Linked DNA regions of Zea mays: region 2 is linked to region 1. A link is a contact called in public Hi-C data. All regions are on one chromosome and are shown on one strand. Each heading gives the region's core, a stretch centred on a gene start, on an enhancer-like site or on the middle of the called end of the contact. The rest is flanking DNA. Distances are from core to core; before and after follow the strand shown. Region 1 holds the start of LOC100273432 (aspartic proteinase nepenthesin-2). Region 2 holds the start of LOC109942346 (L-type lectin-domain containing receptor kinase SIT2).

Region 1 (3,267 bases), core at 730-3,229:
CGCAGAAAATCAGTTTCCTGCTGCATGTGTACAAATTTAGGATGACAAGAATGTGCCTTAAGAGAAAATGGATTGACATGCATGAAAACAAAAAAATCTGATTAAAATGTTTTATTTCCACTCATAAATATACGATCTCTCTAACAACAATGCAGTTAGGCTCGTTAGAACCAATTTATGACATATACTTATATTAATTATATTACACGGTAGATATTTATGCATCGTGGTACAACGCGTAAAAATCTGTTTCATACTGCATGCCCACAAATTTAGGATGACAAGAATGTGTGTTGTAAGAAAATGGATTGGCATGCATGGAAACAAAAAAAAACTAATTTAAATGCTTTATTTTGTCCATAAAAGTAGGATCTCTACGATAGCTATGTAGCTAGGATCGTTGGAACTAGTTTATGACATATACTGATACTAGTTATGCTACACGGTATATATATTTATCCAGTGTGGCACACTGCGCAAAACATCTGTTTTCTTCTGCATGCGTACAAATTTAGGATGACAAGAATGTGTCTTGAAAGGAAATGGATTGGCATGCATGGAAAAAAAATATGATTTAAATGGTTAATTTCCATCATAAATATATGATCTCTTCAACAGTCATACATCTACGTTCGTTAGAACCAGTTTATGATATATACTGAGACTAATTATAGTACACGGTGAAGGTATTTATTCACTGCGGTACACTATGTATAAAATTTGTTTTTTGTTGCATGCGCACAAATTTAGGATGACAAAAATGTGAGTTGAAAGAAAATGGATTGACATGCATGAAAACAAAAATCATCATTTTCAATGCTTTATTTTGTCCATAAAAATAGTATCTATCCAACAACCATGCAGTTAGGCTCGTTAGAACTAGTTTATGATATATACTGATGCTAATTATGCTACATGTGAAAGTTATTTATGTATTATGGTACACTACATAAAAATCAACAAATGGTTACATAAAATGTGAATAGAAATATCATAAACATATAAAAGATGGGAGTAGAGCCATGAATTGACAATGTATTATAAAACATATTGACATTAGCATAACTATGTATACAAAATCGCATAAAAACAGGGTCGTCGCTCCATCATCGTTCGTGTCTAGGGAAGTCTGTCATCGTCCCTCGTGCCTAGGGAAGGTCGGCGTCGTCGCCTGAGGTGGGACATCAGCGGGTGCCACTCCGGGGCACGTGCCTCCGAGGAGCCGACGTCGCACTCGCGCCACTGGGATCTGCCGGCGCGTGCGCACCTCCTGGATCTGCCGCCGTCGCGCTCCCTCAGGGCCACCACCGCCGCTGCCAAAGCCTACCGCGCCTCGTGCAACCATCATCGCCACCGGGCCTGGGTGCGCCATCGCCACTCGTCCGCTTCGGGGGCATCGTCGTCGCTCGATACTGGAGGAGTGCCTCCGCCGGTCGCCGTCCTTTGGGCGCCACCACCGTTGGCCCTCGAGGTCGCCGCCGCTCGCACGACCGAGTAAACCGCCGCCGCCGCTCGCCCGAGAAAACCGCCGCACTCCGCTAAAATCTAATCTCTGGCGGCCTGAGGATTTTTTATAGCTGACCGAACCTGGTGCGGCTGAACCTCCGAGGCAGGACTTCCTCTATTTATTGAAAAATCAGGGCTCTAAATATACAAACTATATATATATATATATATATATATATATATATATATATATATATATATATATATATATATATATATATATATATACACTTATCCTGTAGGTACTAACCGGCATGATTGGCCTTCTCACCAAATCACCATATTTTAAATCGTTCGGCCGGGCAGACAAAATGACCAGTAAATTAGAGCGACGAAAGCTACCGGCGAGATTCCCACACACACGCAAACATCATAGAAGAACAGAACCTTTCTCTTTCTCTTATATAAAAAGGCGACACAGCGTCCTGTCCCTCACTCGACACCGCACGGCCTCAAGCAGAGGAAGCTTTCCGCCCGGGAACGCCATGGGGTCGCTTCCTCTCCTTGCTGCCTGCTGCTCCCTCCTGCTCACGGTCGCAGCTCCTGCCCGGGACAGCACTACCAGCGTCTGCGCTTCGCAAATCGGCGGTACACATATATTTCTGTCGTTATTACAGCTTAATGTTGTTTGTTTTGTTTTAACTCTCTGCTCACGGTTGCGCTTGCACTTGCATGCTTGATGAATCGTAGCCAATAATTGAGTGGAGTAGAACGAACTAGCTAGGATTAAGTTCCTCTCGGAGGATGTATCTACACAAGTTCAGACGTACAGGAGCTGAACTTTTGGCAGTGAGAGCGATAAATTTTCAATAAAGCTATATATAATTTGTGAAGTTCACATCAAACTTAAAGAAAAACGTGAAATGATGGTTTGTTATTTATTGGGTTAATTATCATACGTGTGTGCGTGCCTGTGTGTGCGCGTGTTTATTTATATATTCCTCTGCAGTCACTTGCATTTTACGGCGTTCCCAAAGACTACGGTCTTCTTCAGGCAATCAAAAGAGTCAAATGTCAGTTGACGATATATCGCAAACTAAGAACCAACCAACAGACTGGTCTCAAAGCAGATTCAGATTGATCTAAAGTTAAAGGTGGAGCTCAACCAAAACAAACACTTATAAGATTAGTTTGGAAACCCCATTTTTTCAAAAGATTCATATTTTTCTAAGGGAAATTAGTTCATTTTTATTTAAAAAATAGGAATCCTTTAAAAAAATGGGTTCCCAAACTAGCCATAAAAGATCAATTTCGCCGGAGAGATCAGAAGTTTGTAGTGCTCCACTTTCCTTCATGTCTGCTAGCGGCTGTGTCAAACGTTGTGTGTGACCCACACCCACTGTACGCACGCATGCATTGGATTAGGGTGCAGGGCGACGGCGGTGCGGTTACTGCTGCCAGATTTGCGCAATGATTTTCCACATGGATATCATATTGTGTCCTGCGTTCATGTGAGCACAGTTGTTGCCACACCTGCAGTTCAGCTGCCACGGAACCACAGAAAAGGTGCTTGTACCATCGATCCAGTGCTAATTTGGATAGCGAGAAGGGGCGTGTGGATTGTGGAAGGCTGGCAGTAGTAGATGGCGTGTCAAATTAATGTCGCTCGATCGTGGGTCCATATTTTTTTTCTTGTTTAAGGCTGGCTAATTAATAATTATGATGTTGTGTGTACTCCTAACGAACCACTCTTTGTCCTTCGTCTTGTCCTGCACGATAAGGTCGGGAAGAGACCGGCCCGTGCATTAGTTCCATATATTT
Region 2 (3,383 bases), core at 650-3,149, 320 kb after region 1:
TTAAACTGCACGGTGTTCCTCCGTTCATCGTTTAGACCCATTTAAATGGTCATCTAAAACTGTTTAGGGTAACACTGCTTGCATGAAATCGGAGTTGGATGAGGAAGATCTAACAAAGAGAAGAACATTGCAAATGGAAGGACAGAGGTGGAAAAGAGAAGTTTTAGAGTGCAGAAGACTTTGTGAAGGTATTTTTTTATTCACTCATGTGGACTCCACTATATACCTCTAACCCAAAACAAATCAAAAGCAAAGAACATGGGTATGGGCAGAAGTGCTAGTATCCCTATCTATTTCCTTTCCTTCTCTTTTTACGACATGTACAGCCCTGATCCCCTAGATTGGTTTTCAATGTAAAAGAGACAACTAAGAGGCTGCATTAATACAACTCTGAGCTCCTAAATAATAAATATAGTTAAGAGGCAATAGGTATAGAGAGTCGTGTAGAGACAGTCTTTTGACAAAGTGAACCATCTCTTGTACTTTTTTTATTTAGCTCCCTAAAGATCAATCAAGAGACCCTTTATTAAATGGTATTGTACATATACCATATCCCACTATATTTCCTATTCCCTATCCAATATCCATAGCTTCATCCAAACGCCACTTAAACCTACACAGGTCTGCTACGGGCCTAAATCCTCCCTCCCCATTAATCAGCCACGGCCCCACTAAGCCCGTTTGCCGCATAAGCCCACCCCCCGGGTAGCTTACATTTCAGTCCTAGGCACAGTTGCAGCAAAAACACAGCAAATTTGTAAGCGATGATCGACTCTGAAAGACGACCGTTTGCTAAAACTTCAGCCAACCCCCCCCCCCCCCCCCCCCCCCCCCCCCTCCCCCCGGGTTTTGAAAGCCATCACCAGCTGGGAAACACTTCATCTGGCAGAGTTCAGTAGACCACGGACCAGCCCAAATTTGAACTGTACCGAACATCATATTCATGCCGGCTGGTCTGTCAACTATTCCTCCATAGGATTTGACCGTAAGCAACGATTCAGTCCTTGGCTGCATCCAAGGCAACAATTCAAAGATCTCATTTTCTTTCCGAATTACTATATGTGAACCAGCTACCACCTCATGTACATGCGACGACTTTTGCACCACCTCACCCATCTTTTTTCAACATGAGTGGAATCCAGTTCGCCAAAGTAAACAACGACCAGGCCAGATGACCAGCGAACTTCTGTCCAGGCGTCCAGGCCAGATGACCAGCTATAAGGCACATAGTTCTAGTACAATACATACTAGTACTAAATACAAAAACAACAGTGCTTCAATGCTTCATGCACTGATATATTTTCTAGAGCCATACCAAAACCATGAGGGCTCTAGAAACTTCGTTCACCCCGCTATCAACGATACTACTAGCAGCTTGTTCACTTAACTTTAATCTGTACCGGCTTCTATTATTTCTACATTGTTTTTGTCTCCATGGATTACGACTATAGCAATCCAAACAGCCTTGTTTTTTCTTATTCAGAAGATTACTGAGTTTTGCCATTTTTTTCTTTTCTTTTGCTGAACCTTGATAGCCACCGTCAATCCTTGGAGAGCAAGGACAGTTTTGCCAATGAGGAAAGACTGTGACCAAAAATGACAGTTTGACTACTAGCAGCCACCATTGTTAAGCGCCCACAATCCTCTGCAACCATAAGGAAAGTTTGACTATGAGAAAGACTCGTACAAAAAGGACGGCTTGACTAATGACTACTATAGTAGCCACCATGCTTTCATGGATTGAAAGAAACATTCTACCAAATCCTTGACATGACGTGTCCTGGAACTTTGTGCAAACTTCCCATGGGTCAGCCTCATGCAAATAATAAATCCTTCATTTTAGCAATGCAAATCTGTACCAAGTCAGTCTCAAGTTTTGGATAAGTAGTACCTACAGGTCGTGTGACCACACAGCAAAATTAAAGAACTTCCAATGTGCAAACCACAGCGCACGACCAATGGAGGAGTAGAAAAGTACAGACATGGTGGCGAACCAAAACATTACCTTGTTCATCCTGTCCGTAGGCCTTAGTATTGCTGGATTCACTGCTGGGGACGACGACCAATTCGTCTACACCGGCTTCGCTAGCAGCAACCTAACCCTCGATGGTGGAGCGACAGTCACGCCGAGCGGCCTCCTTGAGCTAACCAATGGCACCGTTCGGCAGAAAGGCCATGGATTCCACCCCAGTTCGGTGCTCTTCTACGAGTCCTCTAGTGGTGCAGTGCAGTCTTTCTCTGTATCCTTTGTGTTCGCCATTCTCTCTACCTATCCTGAGACTGAGAGTGGTCATGGCCTAGCTTTCTTCATTGCGCCAGACAAGAATTTATCGGGTTCATTCCCAACCCAGTACTTGGGCCTCTTCAGTGACCAGACCAATGGTGACCCAAACAGCCACATCTTTGCAGTTGAGCTCGACACCGTCCAAAATTATGACCTACAGGACATCAACAGTTACCATGTTGGCATCAACGTCAATAGTCTACGCTCCATCCGATCCCATGATGCAGGCTACTATGATGATAAAAGTGGTTTGTTCAAAGATCTGTCACTCGATAGCCATGAGGCGATGCAAGTGTGGGTGAACTACAACAGAGAAACCACACAGATCAATGTCACCATAGCTCCCCTCAATGTCGCCAAACCAGTGAGGCCATTGCTGTCTGCTAACTACAATCTCTCAGCAGTCATCACTAATCCGGCGTATATTGGTTTCTCATCCTCAACAGGCTCTGTTAGTGGGCAACACTATCTGCTTGGTTGGAGCTTTGGCATCAACAGTCCTGCTCCACCAATCGACATTACCAAGCTGCCAGAGATGCCTCGTCTTGGTCAGAAGGCTCGGTCGAAAGCATTACAGATAACTCTGCCAATAACAATTCTGGCTCTGTTCCTTGCTGCAAGCATTACTATTTTTTTATTCGTGCGGAGGAAGCTAAGATATGCTGAACTACGTGAAGATTGGGAGGTTGAGTATGGGCCTCACAGGTTCTCATACAAGGATTTATTCGATGCCACAAGAGGATTTAGAGAAGCTAACCTGTTAGGTACAGGAGGGTTTGGAATGGTGTACAAGGGGATTCTCCGTGGATCCAGACTGAATATTGCTGTGAAGAGGGTGTCACACGACTCAAAACAGGGCATAAAGGAGTTTATAACAGAGATTGTTAGCATCGGCCATCTTCAACATCGTAACCTGGTGCCCTTATTGGGGTACTCCCGGCGGAAAGGCGAGCTTCTCTTAGTGTATGATTACATGCCCAATGGAAGCCTCGACAAATACTTGTATGGTAAAGAGGGCAAGCCTACTTTAGATTGGAATCAAAGGTTCCAAATAATCAAAGGAGTAGCATCTGGTTTACTCTACCTTCATGAGGAGTGT

Evidence for each region. A called contact is a pair of places that touch in the nucleus more often than the background predicts.
Region 2: a contact with region 1 is called in a Hi-C map of ear, with 2.3 times the contacts expected there. The contact joins the promoter of LOC109942346 here to the promoter of LOC100273432 in region 1. A contact is called at or near these places in 2 of 25 Hi-C or Micro-C datasets (ear and tassel).

What each region holds. Positions count from the first base shown.
Region 1 is chr9:44,479,682-44,482,948 of Zm-B73-REFERENCE-NAM-5.0, forward strand. LOC100273432 (aspartic proteinase nepenthesin-2) reads left to right here and starts at 1,980. Exons shown (of 2, transcript NM_001147869.1): 1 at 1,980-2,094. The coding sequence starts at 1,992.
Region 2 is chr9:44,797,624-44,801,006 of Zm-B73-REFERENCE-NAM-5.0, forward strand. LOC109942346 (L-type lectin-domain containing receptor kinase SIT2) reads left to right here and starts at 1,900. Exons shown (of 1, transcript XM_020544270.1): 1 at 1,900-3,383. The coding sequence starts at 1,983. The region is part of intron 1 of LOC109942347 (a long non-coding RNA gene); the gene reads right to left.